Linked DNA regions of Sus scrofa: region 1 is linked to region 2. A link is a contact called in public HiChIP or PLAC-seq data. All regions are on one chromosome and are shown on one strand. The core of a region is the stretch at or near the end of the contact, and the rest is flanking DNA. Distances in the headings are between cores, read along the strand shown. Region 1 holds the start of NUP85 (nuclear pore complex protein Nup85). Region 2 holds the start of SLC25A19 (solute carrier family 25 member 19).

What was found. HiChIP or PLAC-seq counts read pairs in DNA pulled down with a chosen protein or histone mark.
Region 1: a contact with region 2 is called in an H3K27ac HiChIP or PLAC-seq map of alveolar macrophages. The contact joins the promoter of NUP85 here to the promoter of SLC25A19 in region 2. A contact is called at or near these places in 2 of 47 Hi-C or Micro-C datasets (embryonic fibroblasts and liver) and 2 of 2 datasets of contacts at active chromatin or transcription factors (alveolar macrophages and skeletal muscle).

What each region holds. Positions count from the first base shown.
Region 1 is chr12:6,100,520-6,107,555 of Sscrofa11.1, forward strand. NUP85 (nuclear pore complex protein Nup85) reads right to left here and starts at 3,453. Exons shown (of 19, transcript XM_003131211.6): 1 at 3,072-3,453; 2 at 1,012-1,105. The coding sequence starts at 3,104.
Region 2 is chr12:6,031,864-6,038,576 of Sscrofa11.1, forward strand. It overlaps SLC25A19 (solute carrier family 25 member 19), which reads left to right and starts at 1,798. Exons shown (of 8, transcript NM_001164514.1): 1 at 1,798-1,873; 2 at 2,345-2,398; 3 at 4,390-4,559; 4 at 4,940-5,095. The coding sequence starts at 4,428. It overlaps LOC102165522 (a long non-coding RNA gene), which reads right to left and starts at 1,783. Exons shown (of 3, transcript XR_002336994.1): 1 at 1,682-1,783.

The sequences.
Region 1 (7,036 bases), core at 2,203-4,702, 70 kb after region 2:
TTAGAAAACAAAGCCAAGGAAAAGGCATTTTGCTCTCTAGCTCATTTGCGTTATTTACAGCCTACAGAATTTAATCAAGTTCACAATGATATTATAGGTAAAGGCCATGACATTTGCAATGTTTTTCTTTCTTCTTTTTTTTTAGGGCCACATCCGTGGCATATGGAGGTTCCCAGGCTAGGGGTCAAATAAGAACTGTAGCCGCTGGCCTACGCCACAGACACATCAACACCAGATCCGAGCTGTGTCTGCGACCTACACCACAGCTCACAGCAACGCCAGATCCGAGCACAGCCAGGGATCAAACAGGCCTCCTCATGGATGCCAGTCATATTCATCTCCACTGAGCCACGACGGGAACTCCCGAAAAGGTTCACAATGAGGCGATTGCTACAAGAATTCAATTGCCCTGGACAGGAGAAAAAAAGCTTAAAGTTTTGCTTTTTGTTTTTCTTTTTGGCCAGAAGGCACTTGGAAGTTCCTGGACCAGGGGTCGAACCTGTGCCATAGCTGTAACCAGAGTCAAAGCAATGACAGCACCAGATCCTTAACCCATGAGGGAACTCTGCTTGAAATTCTTAAATATAAAGAAAACCTTTCTTAAAGTTCCTGTCATGGCACAGTAGAAACGAATCAGACTAGGAACCATGAGGTTTTGGTTCGAACCCTGGCCTCACTCATGAGCTGTGGTGTAGGCCGGCAGCTGTAGCTGCAATTAGACTCCTAGCCTGGGAATCTCCACAGGAGTGGCCCTAAAAAGCCAAAAAAACAAAAACAAAAAAAAAACCTTTCTTTAGGAAAACCATTGTTAATTTTTTTTTCCCCAGACTCAACATGTGCCAAGTATCATAAGTAAATGAAAATCCTAAGCAGCTAAAAATTTTCAAAAATGAAAATGACATAAAGTAAGTTCAACTGTTTTGTATCTCAGCTAGTCAAATCTGAGAGAAGAAAAAAAAAAATGTTCCCCAATGGATAATCTAAAACAAAAAAAAAATTTTTTTTAAATACCTTTTTTGTTGAAAGAGGTTTCACATACCAGCATCTCCCCTGGACCCCAGTCAAAACACATTTGCTTCTTCTGGGAATTCACTCCTGGAATCAACTAGTAAAAGAAAATAATAAGGAACAAAAACTGTTATTCTTTCTTAATGTTTTGCCTTCAACTGACTTGTAAATCTAACCCTAGAAATCAAGGGTCATGAGAGTTATTAAGTATAACCAATGAACACACCTGAATGTGGTTGAGATCAGCCCACTCTGTTAGACCCTAAATGAGCTCCTGAGTTTTGCTAGCCATCTCAACACAAATGTTGATAAAAAGGAAAGCTACTCCCTAATCAATTATTATGATTTAATGGAGCTCCCGTCGTGGCTCAGTGGTTAACGAATCCCACTAGGAACCATGAGGTTGTGCGTTCGATCCCTAGCTTTGCTCAGTGGGTTAAGGATCTGGCATTGCCGTCAGCTGTGGTGTAGGTTGCAGATGCGGCTTGGATCCCACGTTGCTGTGTCTCTGGCATAGGCCGGCGGCTACAGCTCCAATTCGACCCCTAGCCTGGGAACCTCCATATGCATCGGGAGCAGCCCAAGAAATGGCAAAAAGACGAAAAAAAAAATTATTATGATTTAATGATCTCTAGTTGAGAAAAAGGGAAATTAACAAACTTAAAAGGAATTGAGGAGTTCCTGCTGTGGAGGTCCCGCTCAGTTGGGTTAAGGATCCCGTATTGCTACAAGCTGCAGCACAAGTCCCAGATGAAGCTCGGATCCAGTGTTGTGTGACTGTGGCACAGCATGGGCCTCAGGTACAGCTCTGATTCGACCCCTGGCCCAGGAACTTCCATATGCCACAAGTGCAGTCATAAAACGAAATTTTTTAAATTTTCACTTATATATATACATACACATATATATCTATACATAAAGCTAACCCTCTAGCGAGCAACAAACCATGTTAACTGCTATTTAAGATTTCATGTCTCCTTCCCAATGTGGCTCAGGAAAATGAACCCGACTGACATCGTGAGGATGTGGGTTTGATCCCTGACCTTGTTCAATGGGTTAAAGATCAGCGTTGCCTCAAGCTATGGTATAGGCTGCAGACACAGATGCAGCTCAGATCTGGTGTAGCTGTGGCTTGGACCAGCAGCTGTAGCTCTGATAGGACCCCTTGCCTGAAGTTGAGAACTTCCATATGAAGCACCTGCAGCCCTTAAAAGAAAACTGTCTCTTTTTGTCCAGTTAGCTTTAAAATGACATCTATTTTGTGGTTTTGTCAGACAGTGCATTGCAAGCTTTTTGCTGAAAGCTGAAGGCACCTCCACTTTCTAAAAAGCAAAAACACAAGGTCAAGCAAATTGCAGTTTAGTGGGGCTTACAAGCTACCAAGAGCTAAGAGATGCAGAACAAGCTTAAACGTACAAAACTATCTGACCTAGTTAGGGAGGTCAAGTGAGGCTTTTCTGACAAAGAATGCAGGAGCTTATATATAGGAAGAGGAAAAAAAAAAAAAAAAAAAAAAAAACAACGGGTAGGATATAACTCTAACGGAGAAAAGAGCATCCCAGCAAAAAGGGAGAACGGTAATAACTCCTGTCTAATAGCCCTGAATCTCTTTGTAAAACATCACAAATCATCCACATCTGACATAGTCTTTTGAGAGTTCAAACAGAATTGGAAAACAAACACAGCAATAAGAACAGGAATAGTCTCCGGAGAGAATAAATACGTTTAATAAACCTTGGGCCAGCTGAAGCAGAAACCGGGCACTGTGATGGGAAACCTACTTCGGTTGGGAGACAAAAAGGCTCCAGTTCCTCTGCTTAGTTCGAACCTGCTCGTTAAAGGCATGGAGCGGGGCCTCCAGGACCACGTACTCGGAATATACAAAGGGGCAGAAACCCAGCGACCACCGCAACCCAAACTCGGGCAGCTTCGCGATGTGACTTCCGGACGGTGGCAATTAATCTGAGGGAAGGGGACGAGCGCCTTGCAGGCGGCCGAGAAGTGGACAACCCTGCAGTGACGAAACCGCTGAAGGCAAACAATACTTTCGGGGGCGCCCTTACAGTGACTGTCGGCTCCCCATCGAGCTCCTCCATTGCGCCGCACCACAGCCGCCTGGATCTCTCAGGGCCGCAAATGTTCGCGGCTCGGGCCTCCCGCTCAGAACCCGCTGCGAGAAAGGACCCCCTCCGAGCGCCTCCTGCTCTGCCTGCAGGCCCAATCCCCCAGCGCTGCAGGGGCCTTTCCTCTTGGCCGCGACCACCCCTGTGCAGCACTATACACGTGTCCCTCCTTCCTGGCCTCGACAGCACGACAGGGAAAATAGCGCCAGGGTCAGTCTACCCTCCAAGTACCGTTCTCTCCAGATCAGGCGCCGCCGTGGACGACCCCAAGCCGGGCCGGAGAGAAGACCCCGGGAGCCCGCGGGAGCGGCGGTGCTGCGGCCGCGCATGCGCGGGCTGAGACCAGCGCTCGGCGTGCTTCTGACGAGCACGAGCCCACGGCCTCTCCCGAGCCTGGCTTTCCGCTGCTGCTTGGTCTGCGGGTTAGCGCCGTCGCGGTTGCTCCTCTGAGCCGTGTTCATGGCAGGCGAGCACAGTTGGTCCATCCGGCTTGTGTACGAAGGCAGTCGCCGCCACTTCCACAGCAAAATCCTCAAGAGGCGTGGGCACAAAATTGAAACAGCTGAAATCGAGACCGCCGAGCTTAATTGAACACAAATGTTGGTTTGTTATCTCACCAAAGAAAAGCAGGAAGAAACACTCAGAGGAGCCCAGATCTTGTTATGGGAAACCTCAAAAGTGCTCCAGTAACCTAAAAGAGTTATTTTGTAAATGCCATGTATACAAGTACATACACATACAAGGAATAGTACTGGTTCTAAATTCCCAAATAAGCGAGTTTTTTAACGAAGGTAATAAGAAATTTGAAGATAAACCTTCGAAAACAGTGCTTGAAAATGTAGCACTTTTTATTATCTAGGAAAGAAATTCGATCTGAAAACAAGACAAATTTTCAGTATTTTACTTGGGGAAGCACTTCTTGAGTTGATTCTGAACAACCTATTCGAATGGTGGAAATAAGATGTCTTGGGATAAGATATCTGTTAGGAAAACAGTCACCCAGTAGCTGGTCTTTTAAGATACACCCTGTTAAAGAAAGGATGAAAAATCTTGTGGCAATTACAGTTTTATCCAAATCCTTCTGAAGGCAGCCATCCATAGGATGAAATTCAAAGTTGTTTTGCACAAACTCCAAACTGATCTGCCATCTATGTCTTGCTGCTTTTTCTAAATGTCTCGGGGTTTCACTGATGTTTCTGACACTATTAGTGTGGCTATGAGAAATTATGCATTCATGTCCTTTTTCTTTTTTTGCCACACCTGACGTTTGTGAAAGTTCTCCAGCCAGGGATCAAACCCGTGCCACAGGTGCGGCCAACACCGGATTCATAACCCACTGTGCCACATGGGAACTTCTTCACATCCATATTTAGCGGGTAAAAAGAGGCTTAGTATTTTCCAAATGTAAAATAAATATTCAGTAGCAGCAGTTCCAGTCATGACTCAGTGGTTAACAGATCCGACTAGGAACCATGAGGTTGTGGGTTCGATCCCTGGCCTTGCTCAGTGGGTTAAGGATCCGGCGTTGCTGTGAGCTGTGGTGTAGGTTGCAGGCGCAGCTCAGATCCCACACTGCTGTGGCTGTGTTGTAGGCCGGCAGCTACAGCTCTGATTCGACTCCTAGCCTGGGAACCTCCATATGCCAAGGGAGCGGCCCAAGAAATGGCAAAAAGACAAAAAAAAAAAAAAAAAAACTTGTAGTCCCTCTCAGACATCAAGAATGGGGTTTCAATGAAGTAATTTATTCTTTTTTTTTAACATAATCCTACAGGAATATGTTTGAAAAGATAAATAATCAGCATACAAATCTTTTTGTCTTCGCTATCCTCCGTTAGCGAGCTTCTCCTCCTCCCTCTCCTCCCTAGAATGATTGGTAGAACTCTGGAATTCCTCTATCTAGTCTGGAAAGCCCGCCAATTATGGAGGCCATGCTTTAACTTGAGGCAAATCAGAACTTAAGAAGACAATAAATTATTTCTGGACTCAAATAAAAATCCCCTAAAACAAAACACACCTGTTGCGCAGGAGTCATACCAGAAATCACTTTGCCAATCCAAAGTCAAACTTAGAATCTAACACAACGTTGTAAATAAACTATACTTTAATCAAGATTTTTTTATTAAAAAAAAGAGAAAAAAAATCCAAAACTTAGAATCATTCTCAGGCCTAGTCGGATGCAGCCAACTGAGCTCAAGATGTGCCCTACATTTAAGTTCCTGTCATGGCTCAGTGGAAATGAATTGATTAGCATCCATGAGGACGAAGGTTCAATCCCTGGCCTTGATTAGTGGGTTAAGGCTCCCGTGTTACCATGATCTGTGGTGTAGGTTGCGGGCGCGACTCGGACCCAGCATTTTTTCGGCGGTGGTGTAGGCCCCAGTTACAGCTCCAATTCAACCCCTAGCCTAGGAAGTTCCATATGCTGTGGGTACGGCCCTAAAAAGAAAAGAAAAAAAAAAAATTCCCTATGTTAAAGTGTTAAGCAAATGCATTTAATACATCCTAGTAAAACCAATGGTCTCTAGCCTACAGAGAAATAAATACATAATCATTTCAACAGACATAATTATTTTGGAAAATAAAAGAGAAATTTATCAAGAACCATACAAATATTTATACCCTTTGACCCAATAGGTCCTCTCTTGAAAATTTACTTCAAATAATTTCAAAACACAGGAGGGGAGTTCCTGTTGTGTTTCAGCCGTAATGAACCTGATTTGTATCCCTGAGGATTCAGGTTCAATCCCTGACCCCACTCAGTGGGTTAAGGATCCGACGTCGTTGAGAGCTGTGGTGTAAGTCGCATACGTGGCTCAGATCTGAGTTTCTGTGCCTGTGGCATAGGCCAGTGCAGCTATGAATTGGTACAGCTCCAATTCAACCCCTAGCCTGGGAACTTCCATATGCCGAACCTGCAGCTCTAAAAAGAAAACAACAACAACAAAAAGGCGTTCCCTGTTGTGGCACAGCGGAAAGCAATCTGACTAGGATGTGTGAGGACAAAGGTTTGATCCCTGGCCTCTCTCAGTGGGTTAATGACCTGACCTTGCCCTGAGCTGTGGTGTAGGCTGGCAGCTGTAGCTCCTATTCAACCCCTAGCCTGGGAACCTCCATATACCGGGTGCAGCCCTAAGAAGCAAAAAAAATAAAAAAAAATTAAAAATTTCTCAACCTCCATATTACTGATATTTGGGCCACATAATTCTGTGTTATGAAAGCTGTCCTGTGCAGTGCAAGATGTTCAGCAGAATCTAGGAACCTAGATGCCAACAGTACTCTTCAACAATCTTAACAACCAAAATTGTTTTTTTTTGAGGGGAAGTGGGGATTGGATTAAGGAAGTCAAATCACACGAATTTCCAATTATAAAAGTTCTAAGGATATAATGTACAACATTAAAGACACAGCTAGCACTGCTGTATGTTATACATGTAACTTGTTCAGAGAGTAAACCCTAAGAGTTCTCATCCCAAGGAAAAAAAAATTTCTATTTTTGTGTCTACTTGATGGATTGTTCACTAAGCCCATTGTCATCATCGTATCCGCTGCGCCATGATGGGAACTCCAGAACATTTTTATAAAGATAAAACTCGGGGAGTTCTTGTCATGGCTCAGTGGTTAACGAATCTGACTAGGAACCATGAGGCTAAATTTTTTTTTTTTTTTTTTGTCTTTTTAGGGCTGCATCCACAGCATATGGAGATTCCCAAGCTAGGGGTCCAATCAGAGCTGCAGCTGCTGGCTTACACCACAGCCACATCAATGCAGGATCCAAGCCACGTCTGTGACCTACACCACAGCTCACGGCAACACTGGATCCTTAACCCACTGAGCAAGGCCAAGGATTGAACCTGTGTCCTCATGGACACTAGTCAGATTTATTTTCCCTGAGCCCCGACCCGAAC
Region 2 (6,713 bases), core at 548-3,047:
ATGCTTACTGGTAAAAATCACATGATATCTGGCATTTACTTAAAAATAATGTTGGGGGTGATATAAGGGGGAAGAACAAATCTGTCTCCATATTGGATCTGTTTCTTCTACTTTATCCTTTGTATACTAGTGCATTTGCTACAAGTTAATCACTAAAGGGACGTTACCTCTAAGCTTAAATTATACAAGATCCCTATCTCTGGGAACTCTGTCTCCCACGAAATGAGAGTTAAGCTAAGATAGCTTTGTTGGAAGTTCCTGTTGTGACTCACTGGTAACGAGCCCAACTAGTATCCATGAGGATGCGGGTTCGATCCTCGCTCGGTGGCTTAAGGATCCAGTGTTTCCAGGAGCTGTGGTGTAGGTCACAGACGAGGCTTGGATCCTGAGCTGCTGTGGCTATGGCGTAGGCTGGCAGCTGAAGCTCTGAGTCGACCCCTAGTCTGGGAACTTCCATATGCCATGGGTGCGGCCCTAAAAGCCAAAAAAAGAAAAAAGAAAAAATTGCTTTGTTCAGCTCCCAGGAAACCTCCTGACCAGGCCCATCTGTGTGACTGCAGGAAAGAATAAATTAACACATCCCTTCTGAGGCTGACTGGAACCAGGAACTGTGTGACTCCCTCATAAAAGAAGCCGGAATTCTAACCCAGGCCAGACAGTTCTTTGGGACAAGAGTCCACCATCTTCTCAGTCTGCTGGCATTCTCAATAAAGTCATTATTCCTTGCCCCCAAAACTCCTCTTTCATTTTTTTTTTTTTTAATTTTCCTCTTCCAATTTATTGGCTTGTCCTGCAGTGAGGCCAATAAATTGAGTCTGGACTCCGCACCAGTGGCACATAGCTGCTGGTATAGAGGAAATGAGACTGACCAAGGGTTGGTTAATTGCTGAAGTTCAGTAATGACTATATGGTGGCTCATTGAGCTGGTCTCTCTACTACTGCATATGCATGAAAAGATTTTAAATTGTGCAATAAAGGAGATCCTGCAGTGCCAAAAGGTGTTAAGAATCCAGTGTTGCCACAGCTGAGATTTAGGTCACAGCTGAGGTTCGGATTCGATCCCTGGTCCGGGAACTTCCGTAGGCCACAGGACAAAAGAAAAAAAAAATTAAAAATAGATATTGTGCGTCAAAATGATTGCACTAATGTAAAAAACAATTTATTTAAAAATCAGGAAGAAATACTGTCCTGCAAAACGCTGATGCTATTTGCGTAAGAAAGGTAGGATGAGTCATTTCCCCTTTATTTCTACATTTTCTGTAATATGTCTATGTATTTTTATTTTCCTAAGGGCAAACAAAACCTCTGTATTTTTGCCGTCCCCATCTTGGACTTAAAAACTCATCTATTCCCTCCTCCATGGCCTCCAGGCTTTGATTAAGCTTCCCGCCATCTTTTCCAAGTTTAGATTATCCGGATTCTGGAACTACGACGGTTTTGAGGAAAGGAGGTCAAGTCCAGAACGCCCTAAACTTCCGCCGGCCAGCAGGCTGATCTAAAGCGCGGGCCACTTTGCACCGCGACCTCCAAGTACGCAGTCTGGCTTGGGACCCGCCTCCTTCCAACGCGTGGGTTATATTTGCGCACGCGTGCGCCGAGGGACTACATCTCCCAGGAGGCTCTGCGCCTCGCGGGGTAAGGGGGCGGTGAAAACAACCTTGGTAGCGAAGGACTACATTACCCAGAGGTAACTTGAGAGGCGTTGGTCCAGGGGCGGCTTGCAACCATTGGTTCAGCGTCTGTCGGAAGCTGCGCGGTGATTGGTCCCGAAGCCCGTCGGTTCCTGCCAAGAGCAGTTAAATTTTGCTGTTAGCGTGCGCGAGAAGGGAGGGAGAGAAGAGCGCGGAGAGTTCTGCCGCGCCCTCTGAGCTGGGTGAGTGACCTTTACCTCCTCCCTCCTGGCACTTTTCTCGGGGACCTGCACCGTCGCTCCCCTGCTCCCCGGGAGGGGCCCACACGCGCAAGTACTCACGCGGGGGCTGGGACTGTACCCACACGTGTCACGTCTGACGTGAGAAGCATCTTCAGGGACGCAGGGAGCAAAATCCTGGACACGCCCCGGGCACTTCTACACGCGGGAGCCCACCTCGCGGGTGTCTTCTCTGACTCGGAGAGAAAAAACACGCTCAAAGGCACACGTGGACATCTGTGTCCACACGTGGGCACATCTGCAGAGACTCTCAGCTGAGCCCAGGGGCACACACGCTCACCGCGGGAGACCTGCATAGCTGCTGCAGTAGTAAAAGGGGAGTGGCTAAGGGAGACACCAGCGGCTCCCTATCTTCTGAATACTGAATTGTATCATACATGTAATCATATTTCATTTTTTATCTTGTCTCTTCAGATTAAATATCAAGGCTTTTTGGTACAAGAAGGAAATTTTGAACCCGCAGAAAAAGTAAGGCCACTACTGAATTGTGATTTACAAGCCCTTTCACGTGTAAAAAAATTTTACCTTTCTTACAGAGCTTATCACACATGATATCTTGGATGTTCCTTCCAGGAATCTGGCTAGGCAGGGCCACCATCATTACCATTTTCCAGAAGAAAATGAAACCTGCTAGGGGTCCAATCTGAGATATAGCCACGGGCCTACACCACAGTCACAGCAACGCAGGATCTGAGCCGAGTCTGTGACCTACACCTCAGCTCAAAGCAATGGCAGATCTTTAACCCACTGAGCAAGGTCGGGGATTGAACCTTTGTCCTCATGGATGCTGGTCAGATTTGTCTCTGCTGAGTCATGAAGGGAACTCCCTTCTTTTTTTTTCTTATAAAGTAGTTTTCTATTTATTTATTTATTCTTAGGACCACACCCATAGCATATAGAGGTTCCCAGGCTAGAGGTCAAATTGGAACTGCAGCTGTGAATCTACACCACAGCTCACAGCAATGTGGGATCCTTAACCCACTGAGTGAGGCCAGGGATCGAACCCGCATCCTCATGGATCCTAGTAGGATTCTTAATCCACTGAGCCACAGCAGGAACTCCCTGAACTCAGGCTTCTTGATTTGAGGTGTAAGATTATGTCCAGCTATACAGAACGCCTACTTATAGAAATGCCCCCTTCTTGACAGCAGGGAACCAGCACTGCTCAGCGTGACCTTTGAGGGTGTGCAGAGAAGTTAGCGAGGAATGGGCACATTCCTGGCAAGGGTGGGGAGGTTTCATACCATTAGACTTTTTTGGGGTGGCGAGGGGGGGCTATACCTGCTGCGTATGGAGGTTCCAGGCTAGAGATTGAATTGGAGCTGCAGCTGCTGGCCTTCGCCTCAGCCACAGCAATGTCAGATCCGAGCCGCATCTTCGACCTACACCACAGCTCACGGCAACACTGGATCCTTTGACACACTGAGCAAGGCCAGGGATTGAACCTGCATCCCCATGGATACTAGTCAGATTCTTAACCCATTAAGCCACTGTGGGAATTCCGCCACTAGACTTTAATAAGACATTATTTTAAAGTACTTTGCTGATAGAGCCCCGTGGAAATGTCTGGTCAATTTCAAGGATGGATTGGAGTACTACTTTGGTACTTTCAGAAATATTCGGGTTTGGGGCTGAGGGACTGGTACAGACAGAGTTCCAGGGAGAGTGAGCGGAGAAAAAGAAACAACAGTGGGGCGAAGGTGTCCCTGTGTGGGCCCTGACTTCCCTGTTACTAGAGGTGGTCAAAAAAACTAGGTTATTCTGAGGTCCCTTCTGAAATTTTTTTTTGACCACGCCCAGAGCATTCAGAAGTTCCCAACCCAGGGATCAAACCTGTACTACGGCAGCGACCTGAGCCACAGCAGTGACAACACCAGATCATTAAGTGCTAGGCCATCAGGGAACTCCTGATCTAGTCTTTTTTTTTTTTTTTTCTTTTTAGGGCCGTACCTGGGGTGTATGGAAGTTCCCAGGCTAGGGATCCAATCAAGGCCTATGCTACAGCCACAGCAACGTGGGGTCCAAGCCTCATCTGTGACCTGAACCACAGCTTGCAGCAACGCTAGATCCTTAACCCACTGAGTGAGGCCAGGGATCGAACCCATGTCCTCATGGATACTAGTCAGATTTGTTACTATTGAGCCACAATGGGAACTCCAAATGTCTGTTATGTAAATGTTGTAAAGAAGAGTAAAGCAGGATAAGCAGAGTAAAGGGGTGGATAAGGGCGTTGCTCGCTGTGGGCTGTGGGCTGGTCGGGGATGGGGGGGTTGCTCGCTGTGGGCTGTGGGCTGGTTGGGGATGGGGGGGTTGCTCGCTGTGGGCTGGTCGGGGGTGGGGGCGTTGCTCGCTGTGGGCTGTGGGCTGGTCGGGGGTGGGGGCGTTGCTCTGAGGAGTGATGGTTGAGCAGACACCCTAAGAACTTGCTCTGGTATTGACTCCGAGTCTCTTGCGTTTAGCTTGAAGCTGATGGACGTTGTGTGGTCCAGGGGCAGGGATGGTGGGCTATGACCCCAGAGCAGATGGCAGGAATATCTCCAATCTCGAGGTGGCAGTGGCTGGATCTGTCTCTGGACTTGTCACTCGGGCGATGATCAGCCCCTTGGACGTCATCAAGATCCGTTTCCAGGTAACCTTCTCCCCCCTGTTCCGTGTAACGGGCTGCAGGACCAGTTCACTCTTTTTGGCCAAAGCAGTTCCTAGAGCTTGGAATTTTGTTAGGAAGAGGCCCTTTGTTACCCTCTCTGAAATTCTTTCTTTCCTTTTTCTTTTTTGGCTGCCCCACAGCATATGGAGTTCCTGGGCCAGGGATCAGATCTGAGCCACCGTCACAACCTGAGCTGCAGCTGCGGCAACACCGGATCCTTAACCCGCTGTGCCGGGCCAGGGATCAGCCTGTGCCCCCGCGCTCCAGAGATGCCCCTGATCCCATCGCGCCACAGGGGGAACATCTGACATTCTTTCTTCTCACCCCACTGCAGTTCTGACTACTTCAGTTTTGATTCCCAGCTTCAGATTGAGCGCCTGTCTCGCAGTGACCCCAATGCAAAATACCACGGGATCCTACAGGCCGGGAGACAGATTTTGCAAGAGGAGGGCCCAACGGCGTTCTGGAAAGGACACATCCCAGCCCAGCTTCTCTCCATAGGCTATGGAGCTGTCCAAGTAGGTGGCAGGGGAACCAGCCAGGCCCCTGGGGTCACATTGAGCAATGGGGGAGCCCAGGATGATGATAGGGCCTGCAGAGGCACTGCCCGAGGTAGGGCAGCAGGAGGCAGGCAGCACATTTCTCACTGATCTTGGCCAGAAAGCTACCTGACAAATGAAGACAGAGTCACACTGAGCTCTGGCTCCCCCACTTTTGTCTCCCCACCCTGGGGACTTAACGACCCCTGAATATGAGGTGAGACAAGTCAGAGACTGTCTTGATGCCAGGGCCCTGGAGGGCTTGGCAAATGGCCGTGCAAATGCTCTTCCTTTTTCAAAATAGCGTTTTCACCTCTGTGCTTCCTTCGAGCTGTCCAGCAGCCCTGTGAGGAAGGTGAAATAGGCATTTATATGAGTCACAGAGAGGTTAGGTGAGCTGCCCAAAGCCGCACAGCCTCTAGGTGGTGAGGCTGGGATTAGGATTTAGGCTTCTTTTCTTTTTTGGGGGGCCTTACTGCATATGGAAGTTCCTGGGTTAGGAGGTGAATCTGAGCTGCAACTGCTGGTGTACATCACAACAGCCATGGCAATGCCAGGTCTGAGCCGCATCTGCAACCTGTGCCACAGCTCATGGCAACACCGGATCCTTTTGGGGGGGTGCAAAGGAGAAAAAATAGCTTTATTGCTTTGCCAGGCAAAGGAGGGTCACAGCGGGCTAATACCTCAAAGACTGTGCCCCGCTTAGGAGAGACTGGGAGGTGGTTTGAGTCTGGGGAGTGAAAAATAGGACTGCAGATAAGGATCAGGGGAGAGGCAAGCTTGTATTGTTTTCCAAGCTGGGGTTCAGGGGTTGGGTGGTCTTCTGTTGAGGTTCAGGTTCTTCATGCCTCTGTGCAGAAGGAATTTAGCAAGAGACGAAGTGGAAGGCAAGAAATCGATTTTTTAATTTAATTTTTATTTTTTTGCTTTTTCAGGCTATGGCATATGGAGGTTCCCAGGCTAGGGGTCTAATCAGAGCTGCAGGTGCCAGCCTACACCACAGCCACAGCAACGTGGGATCCAAGCCTCGTCTGCAACCTACACCACAGCTCACGGCAACGCAGGATCCTTAACCCACTGAGTGAGGCCAGGGATCAAACCTGCAACCTCATGGTTCCTAGTCAGATTCCTTCCCAATGCGTCACGATGGGAACTCGCAAGAGATAGGTTTATTAAGATAGGACGCTTGTGAGAGATGCGAGTGGGCAGGCAAAGAGGTTCTGCCCACACCGCATCCATAACCCACTGAGCGAGGAAAGGGATCAAATCTGCATCGTCACGGATACTAGTCAGGCTGGCTTCTGCCGAGCCACAAGGGAAACTCCTTCTCGTGTATTTTCTTACCCTTTGAGTATTTGGCTCTGCTCCAAGTATAAGATGATATCTGAAGAGTTCCTGTAGTGGCGCAGTGGAAACAAATCCAACTAAGAACCAGGAGGTTGCAGGTGCATCCCTGACCTTGCTCAGTGGGTTGAGGATCCCGTGTTGCCATGGCTGTGGTGTAGGCCGGCAGCTGTAGCTCCCATTAGACCCCTCGCCTGGGAACCTCCATATGCCACAGGTGCAGCCCTGAAAAGCAAACAAAAAAGAAACACAA